Linked DNA regions of Mus musculus: region 1 is linked to region 2. A link is a contact called in public ChIA-PET data. All regions are on one chromosome and are shown on one strand. The core of a region is the stretch at or near the end of the contact, and the rest is flanking DNA. Distances in the headings are between cores, read along the strand shown.

The links. ChIA-PET counts read pairs in DNA pulled down with a chosen protein or histone mark.
Region 1: a contact with region 2 is called in an RNA polymerase II ChIA-PET map of memory CD8 T cells, with 26 read pairs. The contact joins the enhancer-like site here to the promoter of Mex3b in region 2. A contact is called at or near these places in 1 of 39 promoter capture datasets (hippocampal neurons), 5 of 484 Hi-C or Micro-C datasets (adipose-derived mesenchymal stem cells, double positive thymocytes, embryonic stem cells and 1 more) and 8 of 115 datasets of contacts at active chromatin or transcription factors (CD8 T cells, embryonic limb bud, embryonic stem cells and 1 more).

The regions. Positions count from the first base shown.
Region 1 is chr7:82,955,528-82,959,658 of GRCm38.p6, reverse strand. The region is part of intron 1 of 4933430H16Rik (RIKEN cDNA 4933430H16 gene); the gene reads left to right. Among named protein-coding and RNA genes, the nearest start is that of Gm45992, 12 kb to the right of the region's middle. Within about 2 kb of position 2,253, at least 33 of the 459 cell types and tissues checked have an H3K27ac peak or open chromatin away from gene starts, as enhancers often do. A contact at or near this core is called in CD8 T cells, double positive thymocytes and memory CD8 T cells, where this site is marked.
Region 2 is chr7:82,864,501-82,868,683 of GRCm38.p6, reverse strand. Mex3b (mex3 RNA binding family member B) reads right to left here and starts at 1,351. Exons shown (of 2, transcript NM_175366.3): 1 at 757-1,351. The coding sequence starts at 1,033. Gm36584 (a long non-coding RNA gene) reads left to right here and starts at 1,388. Exons shown (of 5, transcript XR_003946820.1): 1 at 1,388-3,142.

The DNA of each region.
Region 1 (4,131 bases), core at 1,004-3,503, 90 kb before region 2:
CCTGTATGCACAATGTAACTTCTAACCAATCTCTAATATCTTGGCCAGTCCCTGACTTGTCTGGGTATCCCAAACCTGGGGAAGATTTCTTCTAGTATCTTCTTGGCCATCACATTGGCTGTCTCAGTCCTGGTTGGAAAAGCTTCTACCCAGCCTGAAAAGGTGTCTATTTCTAACCCTAAGTACTTGTTGCCATATCTAGCTGGCTTAATTTCTGTAAATTCTACCTCCCAGTAGACCTCCAACCAGTTGCCCCTGAGCCTCTTCTCAGGAGTATACACGAAGTGTCCTGTATTAGTTATAGCACAGGCCTTGCAGCTTTGACTATTTCTTCTGCCAAGTCAGAGAGTCCTGTAACATAGAAGTCAAAGGACCTAGCCACACCTTTTAATTTCTTGGCCCCCAGGTGGGTCAAGTAATGTCCATAACTTGATAGTGCTCAGGGGTGTGTCTAAAGCTGGTCTCTCTGACATCATAATAATCTTTAGGTCCTCGACTGCCAGGATCATTGTTCCTTGGGCCGCCTGTTTGGCAGTTAGATCTGCCATCTGATTTCCTTTAGCCACAGCATCTTAGGTCCTTCTCTGCAGATGTCAACAGCCCTCTTTGTCTGTATATTTCTCCGTACAGTGGCAAAAGCATATCTGCTATCAGTGTAGACTTTTCTTTTGCCATTTATAGAGCTTATATCAAAGTCACAAGTTCAGCTTTTTGGGCCGACGTCCCTTCAGGGAGGCTGCTGGCCTAGATCACTTGCTTTCTGTCCACCACTATACTGCTGTCCCCCGCCTTCCACTTACCTTCAACCACGAAGCTACTGCCATCCCTGTACCAGCTCAAACTCTCAGGCCAAGGCTGATCTGATCCTTCAGATAGTTTCGAGTACCAGTTTCTTCTGCCAGAACGTCAGCACAGTGATGAGTAGGTGAAGTCTCAGGCAGTAGGGTAGCGAGATTGAGGACAGCAGGTGGAGCGAAGGTCACTCGTTCAGTCAACAAAAAAGCTCTGATAATGTGTCACAGGAGCGTTGGTCATCATCCATCAGTCAGGGGGCTTTTAGATAATGTTTTCAAGAGTGTGGGGTGCCACTACAGTTTTTTGCTGTCCCAGAGTGAGCTTATCAGCATCTTTGACAAGCAGAGCTATGGCAGCAATCGATTTCAGGCAAGAAACCACCCGCTGGCAATAGGGTCTAACTTCTTGGATAGGTAAGCCACTGGACTTTTTAAAAGCTTTCTGGTGATCTGGGGTCCACACAAACACCTCTTCTTCCTTGGTCAGAGGGTACAAAGGGGTAGCTAAGGTCGCCAACCTAGGTATCCAGAGCCTGCAGAAACCAGGGGTGCCCAAAAATTTTCTTACTTGCCTTGGTGTAGTTACAGTCTTTTTCTGGCTTCTTTTAGCCACTGTTTCCCACCTCGAAGGGTGTATCTCAAATAAGTAACTTCAGTCTGACACAGCTGAGCCCTTTTAGCTTCTGTTGCCCAGGTTTCTAGGTCCTGTCTTTTTCTTTCTCTCCTACCACTGTGGCCAAGATTCCAGTCAATTTTTTCTCTTGTCTACGATCCCTCCTGTCCTCTTTCTTCTGCCTCTCGCCTCTCTCTCTCTCTCTCTCTCTCTCTCTCTTTCTCTCTCTCGTAATACACCTTCTCTGCCTCTTACTTACTGGTTCTACTCTAAATATTTCTCATTTGGGGTATCTCTCTCATCTCAGACCTCTCTAATCTCCTTCATCTCTTATTTTACTTCTCCTCACTGTTAATTTCTCTATCAGAGCCTGGTGGTTAGACTTGTGGTGCTCCCCACCTGGATGGGCGGATGTCTCCCTCACTGGTTAGCAGCTTAGGGTGGGGCCACCCTAGAAGAGAAAACACGTGGGCAGGGAAGGGAGCGCAGCTCTCACAGCTGGCTGCACTGGGCCATTGACATCTCAAAATGAAAGCATTTTTTCTGTTAACAAGAGGCACTCTGGTCAAAACCTGAAGACGGGCAGGTGGGATGTAAGGGAAAGGGGAATGAGAAGCAGCCAGGGAACTCGAAGCACTCTTGGCCGGCCACTTCCACAGTGTCCTCCTCTTCTTCTCGTCCTTCCATCTTGCAGAGGCAGGGCCTGGGTTCAGGGGTGGGGGAGGTCTACTCACAGCACGGGCTCTTGGGAGCGGGAGGAACCAGCATGCCCCCAGAGGGGGGCAGACACTCGGGAGGTGGGGAAGGCAGCGGAGGCGGTGACTCTAGTCGGCCCCTCCCCAGCTGCGGCATCCACTGCGCCCACACTGGAAGTCCCCAGTCCAGCCTTGCAGCTGCATCCCAGAGCTTCTCCAAGCAGTCAGGGGTGCTCGGAGTGGCCCGACCTCGGGAAAACAGCGCCAAGTTGTTTTTCTTAACTATCACTGATAAATTCTGTCCTAATGTCAGTCCAAGTCCACAGTCGGCACCACACACACAGTCTGTCCCATGACGAAAACCACAAACATAAACAAGACAGCAACAGAGAAAAAATAAACACCAGTATCTAAGCACACTCATTCCTCACTCTGCCAGATGACAGTCACACCTTTCTGACTGTCCCTCACCCTTAGAACGTCTTCCAGGGGTCGCAGCTTGCAGGGCCTTCTGGATGTCTCCTCTCCTGTGGCTACTGGGCCCTTACAGTCCACAGTGGCAGCTGCCAGAATACAGAATACCAGAACTGGGGACAAGCAGAACTCGAACCCACAATCCCAGAACTGTAAAACCAATACACGAGGTGGGACTCGAACCCACAATTTCACAACTGAAAAACCAAGACACAAATTCACAATCTCAGAACTGAAAAACCAAGACACAAATTCACAATCTCAGAACTGAAAAACCAAGACACAAATTCACAATCTCAGAACTGAAAAACCAAGACACAAATTCAGCGGTGCCACACTTAGACAACAGACAACATGTAAGATGCACACAAACAAACGTACCTCCAAGGGCTCTTTCAGGTTCCTGGGTGTCATGCAGATCTCGGTGGGACCTCCAAATGAAAGAACCTAGTGGGGAAACCCCCACTCTGTTCCCGATTCGGCGTGCACCCAAGAATCATGAACAAACAGACCGTCTTGATGTAAAAACATGAGGTAGTTTAATGGTGGAGCTCCGGGTAGAAACATATCTCATGCAGGAGACAGTGGTTTCGACCACGAGGCTTGGAAGCTAGGGGTTTTTATAGAAAAGGGGCTGGGGCTGGGGGAGGAATTGGCACTGTTTCACATGATTGGTTCATTTAAACATCAGCAGACTGTACATTCAGGTAACATTTAACTTAGGTCAGAAGGGCGGGAGATAGGGAGGTGCCGGCCAGTTTGGACATGTCATTCTCTTTATCTTTATGGCCAAGCAGCCTCAGGAATGTCTTAACGACGGGCCTGCCTGGGCATGGCCTGGCCTGTTCTGCTATGTTCTCAGCCCCAGGTTTCAAAGCTCACAAACAACACTTTGGGCTATTTGACCTAAGTTACATGAATCACAGGTCTCAAGTTTTATTTTCTTCCAGCTCCATCTTGTCCTCCTCAATGCCTCTCCTCTTCTGTCCCAGCATGTCCTTCTAAACCTTCCTGATTCCAAGCACCAATAACCTCACAGTGTTGAAGCTGCCTAACTTGGAGGTCTTCTGCCAAGTGAATTTTCTATTATATTTTTTGTTCTGTTCTCCCTCTCTTCCTCTCCCTCAACCTTTCATGTGCACACACACACACACACACACACACACACACACACACACACACACACAATTTTATGTTTTTCAAGTCTTCTGCAATGTAAACCTATGGCAGTTTAAATTTTATCATTAGATGAGAAATACAAATTATATATACCTGCATTTCTCTCTGTCCCACCCCACCCCCACCCCAGCCCAGGGTCCTTTCCTAGCTCTTTTTCTTAGCATTTAAATACTATTATTCCAAATCTTACCCTCTGCTGTCTTCTCTTTGTGCTCTACATATGTTCAGAGTGGCCTAGCACATCCTCCCAGCTCCGAACATCACCATCACCTGTAACACAGCTTTCCTTTCCATTCTAAGCCTCTAACAGTAGTGTTAGAAACTTTTTAGAAATTTTCACTTTCCAGAAAGCATCCCTAAGGTGAATGAGAGGGGG
Region 2 (4,183 bases), core at 102-2,601:
GCGGAGACCCGGGACAGCCCGCGCCCAAGGCAGCTGGGCAGCAGAACACGCGACCAGAGAAAGGGGGCGTCTCCCTCGCTGACCCCGAACCGCGCTAGGAGCTGGACCGCCGGTTCTGTCCTCGAAACGCTCGAGGAATAAATAGCCCATTGGCTGCCTGGCCCTCCCCCGGTAACTGCAGTCGTCCCAAGCAAAGCGCAGAACCCCAGAAAAGTCATCTAGGGGGATGCTGCTGGTATCCAACTGAGCACACTGATTGCCTTGAAGACCAGGGGCTCCCGGGAAGCCGCGATCCCTAGACTCTGGAGGACTAGGGGTGGGGTTAAGAGAATGGCAGTCCTGGGACCCATTGTTCCTTCCCTGGACTCTATTCCATTCCGCTTTGCAGAAATCCCGAATCCTCATCCCTTCGGACGACCCCCCCCCATACTGCCCCCTCCCAAAGGACCACCAGAGGTCCCCTCCCCCAGTATATTATATTTTAAACATCTTTCCTAGAGTGGACTAAGTCTGGAGCACTAGAGGAAAAGGCAGTGATTTTAGCAGGAGAAAGTGCATCCCGCCGCGGCACTGGCGCCGCTGTGGAAGACAGCCTGCCTGCACTTTCTTTGTCTAGTGCGCCGGCCCATCGCGCGGCTCTTCCTCCCTCCCCAAGGCTCCCCCGCGCCACAGCTCCCGTTCCTGCACCCGCCCTCACAGTGAGGCGGTGGCGGAGATCCTACACACCCCTCCGGTCCCCATCCCTGCCGGACCCACCTTGCCTCCCTACGATCTCCGCGACGTGTTCGGAACTGGGTACCGGCACGCACTCGGTCATGTTCACGCTCTTCTTGCGCGGTTCGCTGTCGTACAAAGAGGCGCCCTCATCACTGTCCAGTCCCAACAGGGAGAGCTGATCGAGCGCAAGCTGCAGGGCTCTTTGGTCATCCAGAGTCTCTCCCCCGCCGCTGCCACCGCCGCCTCCCCCGCCGCCGCCTCCCCCGCCGCCGCCGCTGCCGTTGCGCTCCAGGTCTGCAAACAGCGAGCTGGGCATCGCTCCGCCGTGCGCGCCGCGCCCCAGCCGGCTCTCTGCTCGGCAGCTAGAAGGTGCAGCCACAAAGGCAGCCGGGAAGCCGGCAGTCAGGGGCGGGGAGGCCGGTCGGCTGCGGAGGGCTCCGTGGCTCGTTTTTCGGCGCTCGGAGGAGTGGGTCTCTGCGTGCAATCCGCACCGGGCAGTGGCTGCAAGAGCCCCCGCCTGGGTCCCCACCCCAGATCTGCTGGCGGTTGGGGTGGGGGCAGAGCTCGAGCGGCGGCCGCGCGTGCCCCCCGAGTGCCCGGCTGGCTGGCCACAATGCCGAGCGCAAAGCGAACAGGCGAGCGACAGCAGCGTTTCTTTAAGGAGCCCCTCCCCGGCTCCTCCACTCCCTCCCTCCCTCCCTCCCGCCCGCCCTCACTCAGCGCTTTTTCCTCCTCTCCTACCCGCCTCTTGACTGAGCCTCTGCAGCCAGACGGCTCCGGAGGGGGACGAGGGAGGCGCAACGTCACCGGCGGGAGCTGACACTACAATGCTACTGACACTATCGCTGGGGGAGGCGATTGGCGCGCGCCAGGCCGGGGGCGGGCGGAGGCCGGGGCTGAGAGAGCGGAGCCAGCGCCACCCCCATCGAGCTCGCCGCAGCCCGCCCCGGCCTCCTCCCGGCCGCGCCCCTCCCCCGCCGCCGCCGCGAACGCCTCTCTTTGTTGTCTAATGCGGGACCGGCTGGCTCGGGACATTTATATGTACCTATCAGCCGAGGACAACCACTGTCCTCAAGTCTCTTTCCTCTCCAGGTTGAGAAGAAAAGGCGCCCAACTGTGATGCCAGCCGCCAAGCTCCAAAGAGCGGTCCTTCTAAAGTCCCGTTACTGCCCCCAAATAAAGCATCCCTGGAGCCGACGCGACCACTAGGTGGACGGTATACTGTACAAGGTATCTGTACCACAGGGCGGCCCAACCCTGGGACGCGGAACCAAAGGCTCGAGATCCTGGGCCCCATTGGTATTGTGACTGCTGGGCGCGAGCTGCCCACCTGCGCGGGAGCGCACGCCACACAAAAGACACGCCCGCCCACACTGCCACTCGCGCGCGCGCTCACATTTCCGTCCCCTTGGGTAGCACTTTGCCCAAGTGGCCCTGAAAGAACGAATGCCAAAACCAGAAACCGGTTGCAGAAAGGGCCCGACCCGCACCGCTGCAGGTGACCTCTAGGGTCCCGCACATGCCTGGCGCGCGGACTGAGACCCCGCGGGCTCCCACACGCGCACGAGCGCCGCGCGCCCACTGCCGGGACGCCAGCCCTACACTGCCCGGGAACAGTGAGGGCGTGCGCGCCCGCCGCTCCCAGGCCCGCCCCTCCCTGCGGTCAGGCATGCGCAGTGCCTGAGAGGAGCCCAGAGCGCGCCGGCCCCGCCCTCCGCCCAGCCCGGCCCCGCCGGGAGGTGTGTGGTCGGGCCTGGCGCTCTTTGTGCGCTTCTCGGGTTGGGGGAGGCGGCGGAGGAAGGGTGCGACAGGACTAGCGGGCGGCCAAGGCGAACTGCGCCCCCTCCTGGCTTCTCCACCGATAGCCTCCGAGCGCAAGCGAAAAGAAAGGAGGTTTTGAGGGGCGGGCCGGGGCGGGGTTCGGGCCTCGGCGCATCTCCCTCCTGCGAGAGGAGGACGCCCCTTCCCTGCTCAAAGCGCATCCGCTTCTCCGTCCTTTGTTCCCGGAGCCCGCCTGTTTATCCGCGCCCCTGCGCCCTGCAGGCTAGTAGTCCAGGCTTTCCCTAATCCTGTTAAGGTCTGCCGGGAGAGACGCCTCCTGGTGATTCCGAGGCGACTTGTGTACACCGCAGACTGGTTTACTGGAGAACCCCTTCCCCGCTGGGGGCGACCCTGGGGACCTGGGGCAGATCTGAGGGACCCAGAAAAAAGGGATCACCCCGCACCTCGGCTTTTATCCACAATACCTCCCCTGCCCAATGCCTGGGTGGTTAAAAGTGACAATGGTTGGCAGTGCACTTGGGAGCGGACTGTTCTGCCAGCGCCTGCACTTCCAAGCGTGCGAAGGTGATCCCAAGCTCCAAACTCACCTGGAGCTGTCTCGGGGCAGAGGTGCTGATTATTTCCCTAGGGAAATGAGGCTGAGGTGCGGCTTTACTGTGGCTATTTCCTCAGGATGTTTACGTCAGCTTCCCCAAGCTGGCTGTGTTTTTCTTCAAAGAATCAGTTCTATAAGGGGCGGGAGTGGACGGGGTGGGGGTGGGGGTAAGAAAATGGTGGTGCAGAGAGAGTTCGCTGACCAGTAGAGAATTCCTGCTTATGAACTCGGAGTCAAATTGGTTTGTGAATGAGGAAGGAGTGCACTTGAGGACCCTAAACTAGGTACTGGAGCAAAAGCGCCCTGCCTAGAAAGAGTAATGAAAGAGCATTCATGACGGCAAGAAGCAAAAGAGAGCCTGGCCGCGAGGCCCCTGCCTGTCATCTGAGAGGGTGAGGGAGGGCAGGGATTTCAACCAATTCCAGGACAGCCTGGGCTATATAGTGAGTTTTGGACCAGTCTGGGTTACAACGTGATATCCTGATTTTTAAACGTTAACAAAAGAGGCAGTTCTGAAAAGCCCGTTTTCACCTTGCAAGCACAACATGTTAGCTTCCTTTTGGGGTCCACTGCTGTTCCTTTAAAACGAACACGAAACTGATTGTGTACGTGTAACTGGGATGGAGGGTCCCTCAGGAAACTTGCTGCAGGGAGCTTGCCCATAGATTTTTTGCAAGCCTGCCATAACTCTATTCCCCCTGGAACCTGCTTGTAATAAGATTTCAGATGAGTTGCTCCTGAAAATTTGGAGGATTTGGCTCTTCAGGAAGTCCCTGGGGACCCTGTCTCATTAGCAGGAAGGTGAATGCAATGCTTCACCAAGGTGACATGTTTAATGTCACTCTTCCCTGCTGGATGAAAGCAGGAACGGCACCTGCTTATAACTATGAAAGGTGGATGAAATCACACATTTTGCCCCACATGAAAGAAAGGTGGAAACTCTGACCTTAGCAATTCATGACCATCTAGACAGGTCCAGGTAGGTCCAGACAAAGAGCCTGTTTGGTGAAAGCTGTGAAAATCAGTGTTCTGAAGACACTGTATTGAATACATCCCTGAGAGCGTTGCACGATGATTGATGTGCTAGAA